Linked DNA regions of Zea mays: region 2 is linked to region 1. A link is a contact called in public Hi-C data. All regions are on one chromosome and are shown on one strand. The core of a region is the stretch at or near the end of the contact, and the rest is flanking DNA. Distances in the headings are between cores, read along the strand shown. Region 1 holds the start of LOC100282506. Region 2 holds the start of LOC100193969 (sirohydrochlorin ferrochelatase).

Region 1 (5,875 bases), core at 1,250-3,749:
TGGTGGAGGCTGCTGTCGACGGGCGCACCGGACACTGTTCGGTGCGCCAGCCACGTCACCTGGTCGTTGGGTTCCGACCGTTGGAGCTCTGACTTGTGGGCCCGCCTGGCTGTCCGGTGGTGCACCGGACAGGCCCTGTAGGCTGTCCGGTGTGCCACCCGCGCGTGCTCTGCTCCTCTGTGCGCGCAGGCGCGCATTTAATGTGTTACAGTCAACCATTGCGCGCAAAGCAGTCGTTGCTCCACTGTCACACCGGACAGTCCGGTGAATTATAGCGGAGCGGATTCCCGAAGCTGGCGAGTTCAGAGTTGCTCTTCCTTGGGGCACCGGACACTGTCCGGTGGTGCACCGGACAGTCCGATGAATTATAGCGGAGCTCCTCTGAAAATTCCTGAAGGTGAAGAGTTGGGCGTCGAGTTCCCTGGTGCACCGGACACTATCTGGTGGCACACCGGACAGTCCGGTGCGCCAGACCAGGGTGCCATTCGGGTTGTCTTTTGCTCTCTTGTTTGAACCCTTTTCTTGGTCTTTTTATTGGCTTAATGTGAACCTTTGGCACCTGTAGAACTTATAGACTAGAGCAAACTAGTTAGTCCAATTATTTGCGTTGGGCAATTCAACCACCAAAAGCAATTAGGAAATAGGTATAAGCCTAATTCCCTTTCAGTATGTCTCAAACAGTCTGGTCTTTACATAAATTAAACGTTAAATTCTAGCCAGATCGCATGGATCAACCAGTGCTGGTTGCATTGATTGGATCCCTTAAGCCTATTGATGTCTTCTGGGTCAGTAATTGTCTAATAACTAAAAGTAATCATGCATTGAAAGTGACTTACAAGAGGAATAAATCTGTCTAAAGCATGTTTGAGCCGATGTAAGCTACGACATGGCCAAAAGCACAGAACGACAAAAAAACTACCAATATTACCCTTGTTGTTAACCAAATCTAGGGCAAGATAAATGGTAAACCATATATAGGAACATCTCAAATCTAATCTACAACATGTATTATGCCGACGATCCTAAGAACTTTCGCTGTTATGAGTCGATGATTATGCACGTGAACATAGATCAGGACCTCCAAAGAAGTCCATCTAGAGTAAACAATGAGACTAAACATGTAAGACATGGTGCTAGAGGTGTATTGATCTCTCGAGTTGCCACATGCACATTTTGTAGCTTGCATATCATGGAGTGTAGCAACCGATCAAGGAATACACATCTAACAACGTAAAACCAATCTACTAACATGTAGCTTAATGACAGAAATAGATTGAAACCACACAAGATAACTAGCAAATCTTGTCAATAACAACACTCAATATAATATCTACTAGGGTAAGGTGATAACACCGTACTACCCTGATACGATCAACTAGAGATCACGTTAGAGCAATATGGCACTTACCTTGTAAAACCCCTGGGAAAGGGGTGACGATGTGCCTAGGAGACAAGAAACACACACTACTTGGTGAACGAATGCCTTCTATATATTATGATAGTAAACAGTTACATTTTATAGTCTTATGGACTTGAAGTGAGAAGCACTTCCAAACCAACTTTTAATTTAGTCTATCACCTATGTACGTTACATGACCATAGGGTCTATCCTTCCGCCTAGGACAAATACCACTACCGTTGAGTCCATCGGTCAGAAAAAGTTGCACCAATTCGACTAGAATTTAATGTAACACCTATAGATGACTTGTTAACTAGCAAAGTCCCCGTACATTACTATAATTTTTATTTATATAGAGTATAAAACACAAAAACATATGTGTTTTGTTGGCTAGGTGAGTGGGAATATTGGTTTGAAGCTCCATTTGTATATAATTTTAGTTTTTACCATTTAAATATGGGGAAGCACGACGACTGTGAAGATCATGAAACCGTATAAACTATTATATAGTAGAGATGAGCCATATTTTAAGAATTTTTCAGAGAATAAGTGGGTCTTTGGTTTCTTTAGTCACTCTTCTAAACTTTAGTCCCTAGGAATCCTATTTGAAAGACCTATTTTAGTGACCATGATTGGCATTTTAGGCACTAAAAGTAACTATAAAATTTAGGTGGGAAACAAACACTGCTAGATATAAAACTTAGGTGTCGTTTGATTCACATAATTATAACATAATGGGTAACACATAACGTTAAATCATATTTGTTTAAGTTCAGTCGTAATCAGATACTACACTGAAAATAGATATTTGACTATTCAAACTTATTACCAATATCACTCGAGTGTAAATCATTACCGTTGTCATTTACGTTACAGTTTGTGAACCAAACAACACCTTAGATACACTAATACTGATATATGTTTTGTATACCATTTATATGAAAGAATTATAACTCTTTAATATTGTTTGTTTGATATTATAATCTGTTTATATTATATGATCCAACAAATTTTGACCTAACATTTTAGGTTAAAAATTATTGAATTATATAATAAACACCCCTTGAGTTGTACATGCTGTGCTGTTACGGGAAAGGAACAGGAGTGATCGTCTATTTTCTCATCACATAAACGTACTGCGTTTCTACTTTCTAGTGGAGAAGGAAAAGACAATTTTCTCGTAACCTTCCGGGCTCCTCTTCCTCTCCTCGCGTTCCCCCACCAAACCCTAATCCGAGCACCCAGCCCCTACCCGCTTCCGCTCGCGCCGGCCTTTGGGGCTCTCACCCTGAGCGGTAGGAATCCGCAGGGCTCCGGTTGGGTGCCAGAAGCATCCAAGTCGTTGGCGGGAGACCGGGAAATGGCGGAAAAAGAGGGGGCGAAGGTTGGGGCGGAAGAGATGGAAGAGCGGGAGCAGGAAGGGGAGGCGGAGGAGGTGGAGGTGAAGTTTCGTCTCTTCGACGGCTCCGACATCGGCCCCGTGCGCTGCAACGCCGCCACCACCACCGTCGCCGCTCTCAAGGATCGCGTCGTCGCCGACTGGCCCAAAGGTCATAAGGATTCCGTTTTTCTTGAGTTGAGGAACTCTTGTGAGGCGTGATGAGCCGGCCCCGCCCCTGGTGTGACGTCCTGTGATCTATACTGCTAAATTTGCTTATAGACTTCTGTTGCTATTCTTAGTCTCTATGCCTATGTGTCGCAAGGAGGAACAGAGGGCTTTAAGGGGAATAAGCTTTAGATTTGCTTATTCGTTGCCTTCATTGTTTGGTGCCTGGAAAAAGGAAGTGTGCCTCCATTATTAGCTAGCACTTATTCTGTTAAGATTCGAAATGGATTCAATTGAAAATATTGAACGCATAGCAGAAAACGTCACTATAAGAAATCATTGAATATGGTGCAGCAAAAAGATAAATAGGAACTCGTTATTCTCTAGCTCTAAGCTTGGTAGATGAATGGGAGATTTGAGCTTAATTAATTGTTTTGTGGCCTGTAAAGCTCATCATCAGCTATCTGTTATTTATGATGGTTGTGACAACCAGCTTCTCAGCCATTTATAGCAATTAGAGCAGTTTGATGTTTGTGTGGGGGGTTGGTGGTGGGGAGGGGCATTGCCTTGCTTTGCAGTCTACGTATGAATCCTGGTACAGCTTCTTAAGGAAAAACACAGGGGCGTCTCCCCCCTGTGGTCCAGCTTTTTTATGATGATTGTACCAGAATATATTTATATAGCCTATATGGATGCAACCACTAAGAGTAATTAATTGCTAATTTTCTGCATCCATGAAGCTGTCATCTGAATTGTTCTAAGCCAGGTCATATTCAGAGAAATATCAAACCCATATGCTGTTGTTTCAAACATTAATAGTGTAACTTTCTTTTTTAAAGAAAAAACAGACACTATTACGTCATTTGTTGAACACATTATAATCCAGTAGGGTATTTGACACTGGACCAAGATTGTTTGAGGAACTGATGGGATTTCATCGAACCATGAGTGGCCACAAAACGGTCATAGATTTAGCAGGGTCTTTGATTCATTTCTGTACAATTCCATGTTGATATACTGCTAGTTTTGGAGTGATCTCAAGTGTTTCAACAAAGTAGCCTAAAGAGGCCACAAGATCAACACTCAGAAAGCCCAGTAGATGGAAAGTATAATGAAATTCTTGGTTTTTTTAGTTGGACATTTGTAGCTATCATTGTCAACCTGGTCTCTGTGGTTACCAATGTTTCATCTTGGGAGAACACTAAATTTTTTACTGAGTTTGAAAATGGCGGTATTTATTTTTTCGCCGCTGAAGGTGGGTTGCAATCCCCCACCTTATCCACATGTGGGCCACTCTGAGTCACTGACAGTGTGCCAGGGTGGAAAATCTTGTGCCACTCACCCCCGCAAAGAGGCAAATGGTGAGGGTTTGAAAATGAGTGCATACATTTACACTTTGAAGAATGTAGTGTGTGTTTTGCTGGTGCCATGTTATTTGCTGGTCTTCCACTATGTTTTGTCAATTGCTGAAGTTTGTTCAACCTCCAGGCTTGCATAACTGCATTATGGGTCACTGACTTAGTTGATTTTTAACGATGCCCACAGTTCCATGATTTCAAAAGAAATATTATCAAATTTTACATAAAATTTACTTACGATTGAACATTATCAAATTGCATACTTGAAATAAAGTTATTAATAATGCATTGAAATAGTACACTTCACTGATCAAACATAGGCAACACTGCTGTGAGCTAGAGTATGCATTTTCACTGGTTTTTTACCTTTCCCTTGTTTATTTTCCTACAACCTGATATGAGGTCTCATCATGCATCCCTGATTCATTAAATGTATTGCTGCAGAAAATAGTTGCATTAACAGTTTTTGGCTGTTCTGTTACTCTGTTAATTCTGTTGTTAGTTTGTTTGATGCAATAAATTGTTTTACATCAAAAATATTCCAGAGTATATCAGTTATAAGTTTAGTTCTGGTTTGTTAAACAACCCATTCATACATTTGAACATGTTTGTATAATTATCTTCATTGCCATAATTTTTTGTGTTGCAGATAAACAAATTATCCCAAAGACTGCTAGTGATGTAAAACTAATAAGTGGCGGCAAAATTCTAGAAAATGACAAGAATGTTGCACAGTGCAGAGCTCCTTTTGGCGATCTTCCCAGTAGTGCTATCACGATGCACGTTGTTGTTCAACCATCATCAGCCAAATCAAAACCAGGTGAGTTGCAAGTTTTTGCACTTTAAGTAATCTTTTTTTACAGATTTCTGATTTCTATCATTCAACTCAGTAGACTGGGTATAAACATTTTTTTATTAGTATCCTGTTATCTTAAAATTCCAGTTCTGCTAATTAAAGTTTCAGTATTTATTGTTATCACTTCTGCTTTAGTTTTCTGAGGATTTATCTTCTTTCCCTATATAAGGTTCATGTTTTACCATGCTGTCATCATTTTTTGTTGGCCCTATTCTTTCAGCAGTGTGTTCTTTTATTTTACTCGATAGATACTTTGCACTAGAATGTATGAATGTTGACATGAGAATTGCTCATATTCTCTGCCGGTAGAGGGATAAGAGAAGTAAGCTATGAGTTAGAGCTACTCTATAATTTGAGAGGTTAAAAAATACATGATTTACTGAACCAATGTTCAAGAACTGCTCCCCCAACTCTTCCTGCTAAGCCATAATACCTCATTTGTGGCTCAGTTCTTGGTCATAATTAGGACACCAGGAATTGGCTATAAGTCCTATGCAAACTGGCTGTTGGCCTTCTTTTTTTGTTCAAATAGCGAGCTGTTGTAATTCACAGCTAGCCTGAGTTAATAGCATGCACCAAGGTTAGAAAAAGTGCTAGGTGGTATCTTCGCGGTGACCTATTGTCTAGATCCTAGGCGTGCCTAGGCATTTTCGAAATGTTTATGCCAAATGCCAAATTATACCGAATATGTGTAGCTGAAAAAATTAAAGTTGATC
Region 2 (5,875 bases), core at 1,076-3,575, 760 kb after region 1:
ATCCGTCCTCTCCGGCGAGGTTATACCCCTCGGTCGCAGGCTTTGTTTGGAGAATGGAGAGGAGAGATTAGATGGAAATAACTTGCTTCCCCCCACGCAATGTCTGTTATATGAATATATAGCCAGCGGCCTCAACCAACTGGAGCAACAAGCTCCACTAATTTAGGAACTAATAATAGAAGGCTATTTCTATTTTCCATCTTAGCCACTCCACTAATTTAGGAACTAATAATAGGAGGCTATTCCTATTTTCCATCTTAGCCACCGCAGGTGATCGTGCTCAGTGCGTCCTCGTGCGCGGCCATCGCGCGTTCCGCGGCGCGGCGCACGTCACGGCCCTGGTGACGCCTAGAGTACGTCCACCCGACCATGACAGAAACACAATTTCATGTCAGGAAAAAGAGCTCAATGTGGAAATCATTCTCCATATCATACAGGACAAAAGAAAACGGTAGATGGTCTCCCTTTCTTGTGTAAATGATTTCTCCCGTTTAGTCTTTCTCACATTCATTTTCTCCTTTTTCTCGGTACAATTATCTTATCCCTTTCCTTTTATACACAATATATATCTAGCATAATAGGGGTTTTCCCCTGCTGTATTTCCTTAAAAAACAATATAAGTGAAATGAGGACGGATTCTATATTCCATAACTACTTTATCCATTTGATTCAATAAGGTGGAATCATCCTTCTAATGCCCTTTGAGAGTTTAAGTCCAGGATATCCAGAGACAAGTACAAATTTCAGCAATTAAATACAAACAAACTGCATAGGATACTGAACAAAATCAATCATGATAATTCTGAATGAATGAGCTGCCATTGAACAATATAAGGTGCAATGCATAGCTCGAAAGCAGAGTCAGACTTGGACTAAGCATAGAATACCCAAATTAGTAATGATAAAGGAAAACGTGTTAATATTTAAAACATGTTGGTCCAAATTTCTCAATCGGACAGGCACGGTACTGATTTGTACAAAAAGCATGGATGGTTCTAGAAGCTTTAAGTGCATTAATAAATTAAATGTTTTCCTTTCTCACAAAGAAAAAACAGAAGGTATAAAAAGGCTGGAGCGACAAAAAAAATACCATATGAGCAGGCTCAACAATCCTATAGCTAGTCTTCGCCCGGAACATCTCAACAAAGTCATCTGCATTTGTTAATACACAAATCAAGACACAATAAGAGCACCATGATTGCAAAAGATATGCCTTGCAAAAATCAGGTTTATTACTTAGCATGAGATTGGATTCTTGGCGTCTTGACCCATGATCAACAATGACCACAGCATCCTTATCCCCCACAGCAAAATCCTCCCTCCCAGATGTTTCGGACCCAGGGGCGGGTTTTGGTACGGAGTTCATAGCCAGGTTTCCACTAGACCTTCCAGCTGTCCACAGGTTGACAAAATGGATGGCCTTCCTCACAGCAGTGCTCCTAATGCCAAGAAAAAACAGATATGTTATGAGAAGCAGAGACACAGGAGCAATAGCAGACCGCACAATTTGCCAAGAGGTTAGATAAATGGATCACCTTGAAACAAGTTTTTTTGCAGGAGTTGCGGTAAAGGGCTGGGAGGGGACTGGAACAGGGTGCATAGCTGGGGGGCAGTGGCGGAGAACGCCGAAGAAACGAGTCGGCTGCTCGCCACTGGCCGCTGCCCGAGCCAGCCGCTGGGCGCTTGCCGCCGGGCTGAGCTGGCAGGCTGGACACTGGCCACTGGCCCTGCGGCCAATGCGGATCCAGGATTTAGTGACGCTCCGGGCCGAATTGCATACAATACATCATTCGTGATCCATAGTACTGTACCTTTCAGCAGTTAACTAGCATCAGATTCATAATAGGCTTGTGATGATGAAATGTGAGCTTAGAAACAGTTGAAATTATTACAGACAGACAAAACACTGATGATGTAAGCTAATTAAAACATAAAACTATAAAGAAAGAAACAAAAATATAATAGATGAATGGGACTATCAGAAGATGTAAGTGCACTTCGAAGTGCGGTAGCGGCATTTATGACTTTGCCCCTAGCCCAATAGCTGACAGTGCTATGAAATTGCAAAATAACAACAGAGCGTGTAAACAGGCAAAATCAAGTGGGGCCATGGGGAGCTGGGAGCGTGTACCTCGGTTGCTAGCACCAGGCCACCAGCACACGCACAACAGCACCACCCCGCCCCCGTAGCGCCCTGCCGCACCAAGATCTACGTCTCACCGGAGGGCGGAGGAGCTGGGCAAGGCCGCGAGCAGGAGGCGGTGCTGGCCGGACCGTCGGAGGGAGCTAGGCAGCTGGCCGGACCACCGGACGGAGCCGCTAGAGGACGGAGCCCTGGCGGCCAATTTGGTGAGTGGCGGCGGGACTGCTGTAAAGAATTTGGATTTATGTCATTATGGGAACTGGGTTTCACCCAAATGCCATTATATAAACGTGGCTGATCCACCATTCTTAAACATTGTCTTTCAGACAAAATATCACTTAGAGGGTTATTTAAAACATAACCTTATTTTATTATATTGGCAGCTAGTGGCCGGACACTTTTGGGCAAGAAATCTGTACGCCGCTCAACTCTGGCTCGCCGCATAGCTGGCATTTCCTATTCTTTAAAGACGGTTCGAAACGGCGACGCGCACGATGTCCACGTCAGTGTTTTTTTTCCAGCCGTCCGATGATACATCAACGGCAAAGGAACCATGGCAGTACAACGAAGTGAAATGCAGCTAGCAAAATATCTTCTTCGTGAATACTCTAGACCTGCACCAACTCCAGACTTGCCTGAGGACTTCGCGAACAGCCCAATCAAACAGGACGAGGGGGCATCCAACGTGCGTTGGACCCGGACCCAGACGAACGTCCGATTAAACAGCTAGTGGTCGTGCGATTAAAACACACGACTAAAACAGAAGCGTGGCTTCCATCCGCAGCCGTCCCCACGAGCCTACATACATAGTCCAGACTGGCCTATTCACCGTCGTCCCCTCTTCCTAGGGTCTGCCGGACTCGCCTTTCGCCCCTCGCAGTCGTCCTCATCAATAACTCACCCCTACCTGTGATGTGGGGAAAGGCAAGGGCCGTGACGTCTTTCATGTTTTCTCTGATCTCGTTGCAGCCTAAGGTACGAGGGTGCGATGACCTCAGCCATATTGGTCCTGCTCCGTACCCCTCATGATTTTGGCAGATGTAGTTAGGAAATTTCCTTAGGTCAATTCAAATTATATTATAGAGCCATGATGTTGCATTACATTGTGATACGAGTTATATTAATCAGATTATTTAGCCTGCAAAGCTTGCTGGTGCACAAATTAATTTGTTCAGAAGGTAGGACAGTAAGATATTTGTGTTGCCTTAGATTAGCTTGTCTGGAAGTATAACTACATAGACTTTATTATTGTTAGACATGGCCTTCTTAGCCTCTGTTACTGGATTATGTACACATTCATTTTCCGCCCACCGTAACTTTAATATATGTTGTAAAGTTGGTATGATTCCATATTTTCTTTTTAATTTCGAGCATATATTATTATATGATATGATTAATCTGAGTATTTTTGGTTTAGAACTATTACTATTATTATATGACATGGGTATTGTTGCATATTGCTATTCTTTAAAGACGGTTCGAAACGGCGACGCGCACGATGTCCACGTCAGTGTTTTTTTTCCAGCCGTCCGATGATACATCAACGGCAAAGGAACCATGGCAGTACAACGAAGTGAAATGCAGCTAGCAAAATATCTTCTTCGTGAATACTCTAGACCTGCACCAACTCCAGACTTGCCTGAGGACTTCGCGAACAGCCCAATCAAACAGGACGAGGGGGCATCCAACGTGCGTTGGACTCGGACCCAGACGAACGTCCGATTAAACAGCTAGTGGTCGTGCGATTAAAACACACGACTAAAACAGAAGCGTGGCTTCCATCCGCAGCCGTCCCCACGAGCCTACATACATAGTCCAGACTGGCCTATTCACCGTCGTCCCCTCTTCCTAGGGTCTGCCGGACTCGCCTTTCGCCCCTCGCAGTCGTCCTCATCAATAACTCACCCCTACCTGTGATGTGGGGAAAGGCAAGGGCCGTGACGTCTTTCATGTTTTCTCTGATCTCGTTGCAGCCTAAGGTACGAGGGTGCGATGACCTCAGCCATATTGGTCCTGCTCCGTACCCCTCATGATTTTGGCAGATGTAGTTAGGAAATTTCCTTAGGTCAATTCAAATTATATTATAGAGCCATGATGTTGCATTACATTGTGATACGAGTTATATTAATCAGATTATTTAGCCTGCAAAGCTTGCTGGTGCACAAATTAATTTGTTCAGAAGGTAGGACAGTAAGATATTTGTGTTGCCTTAGATTAGCTTGTCTGGAAGTATAACTACATAGACTTTATTATTGTTAGACATGGCCTTCTTAGCCTCTGTTACTGGATTATGTACACATTCATTTTCCGCCCACCGTAACTTTAATATATGTTGTAAAGTTGGTATGATTCCATATTTTCTTTTTAATTTCGAGCATATATTATTATATGATATGATTAATCTGAGTATTTTTGGTTTAGAACTATTACTATTATTATATGACATGGGTATTGTTGCATATTGGTACTCATACAGTTCTGATTTCTCTTTACTGCGCTTATTCAATTAACGGCTTCTGCAGGTACAACCTTCCTTTTCTATGCTTAAGTAAAAAAAGGTTGTTCCGTTCGGTATACGATCGGATTATTTGATTTGAAAGCCTTGCTGAAGGTGACATTCTGATGTATCGTGACTTTGGTAAAAAAAAATCAAGTTCGGATAGCGGGATACTTCATTTAATATGTCTATCACACATGTTCACAGAGATAATTCTACACATGGTTTTTTATATCTCTTTTCGACCCAATTCTAGATGTGTTGTTTTTCGTTGGGAGTGAGATCATTTCATTTAGAGCTAGCATACACATGGTCATAGAGATAAGTTTACAATTATCTTAAGTATCATTTTTCTAATCATTCGTTTTGGCGGTTCCTTTTACAATGATATGGGTGTAGACTTTCGAAAACTTCTCTTCATGTCGATATTTGCTTTCTAATGGTATCATAAGGCATTATGTAAGGTTTTGAGACAACAGTTTACCCTGGGTGTTCTATTTATCTGACATAGAGTTTAATATTCGACATGGCTTACTTGGATTTTGTTGCTAGATTATATGCCCATTCAACTGTTGCAGTGGACTTTCTGGATCTTTTATTTATGCGTCACAAAGTTTAATAATAGAGATGACCTTCTTCACCTCTATTAATGGATTATGTGCTCATTCAATTGCAGTAGTGATCTTTATTTGATTGGGGGACTATGCTATTGTATACATGTTGTACCGTGCATATGATGGTACATATTTTCGTTTGGATATGTGACTATTGTATGATATGGGTATTGTAATATATTGACGCTCATACACATCCAAGTTCTCTTTGTGCCGACAATTTCTGTGCAATTGCACTTATTTAGTTAACGACTTCTAAAGGTACTATTTTACTCTTCCGTACTTCATCTATAAAACAATACTTTGTTACATTGAAAACATTTAGAATTATGTACTCTTTGGACATAGCTTACTCATACTGCCACTATAATCTTCATTACTTAGTACCGTTTTATTGTTGTCTGGCAAACCGTGTATTTTTTCTCAAACACATTTACTTGCATGTATTATTTAGTTTGCAGAAATACAATTACGCTGTCAAACAAAAAACTCATTCATTTAATATATCTGTTTATATCAAGCTTTTCTATGCCACTAAGTTGTATGTGAACAAAAATACACAAATATGTTCTACACATATTAAAAGCATGCAGTTCATGTGTAGAAAAATGTTTAACGTGA

Evidence for each region. Hi-C and Micro-C count contacts between places; a contact is called where the count stands out from the background.
Region 2: a Hi-C map of ear shows a contact between it and region 1, with 2.5 times the contacts expected there. The contact joins the promoter of LOC100193969 here to the promoter of LOC100282506 in region 1. A contact is called at or near these places in 3 of 25 Hi-C or Micro-C datasets (ear, leaf and tassel).

Annotation. Positions count from the first base shown.
Region 1 is chr2:69,804,843-69,810,717 of Zm-B73-REFERENCE-NAM-5.0, forward strand. It overlaps LOC100282506, which reads left to right and starts at 2,500. Exons shown (of 3, transcript NM_001155415.1): 1 at 2,500-2,949; 2 at 4,953-5,123. The coding sequence starts at 2,760.
Region 2 is chr2:70,562,135-70,568,009 of Zm-B73-REFERENCE-NAM-5.0, forward strand. It overlaps LOC100193969 (sirohydrochlorin ferrochelatase), which reads right to left and starts at 2,326. Exons shown (of 7, transcript NM_001139037.1): 1 at 2,132-2,326; 2 at 1,536-1,805; 3 at 1,237-1,439; 4 at 1,091-1,152. The coding sequence starts at 1,600.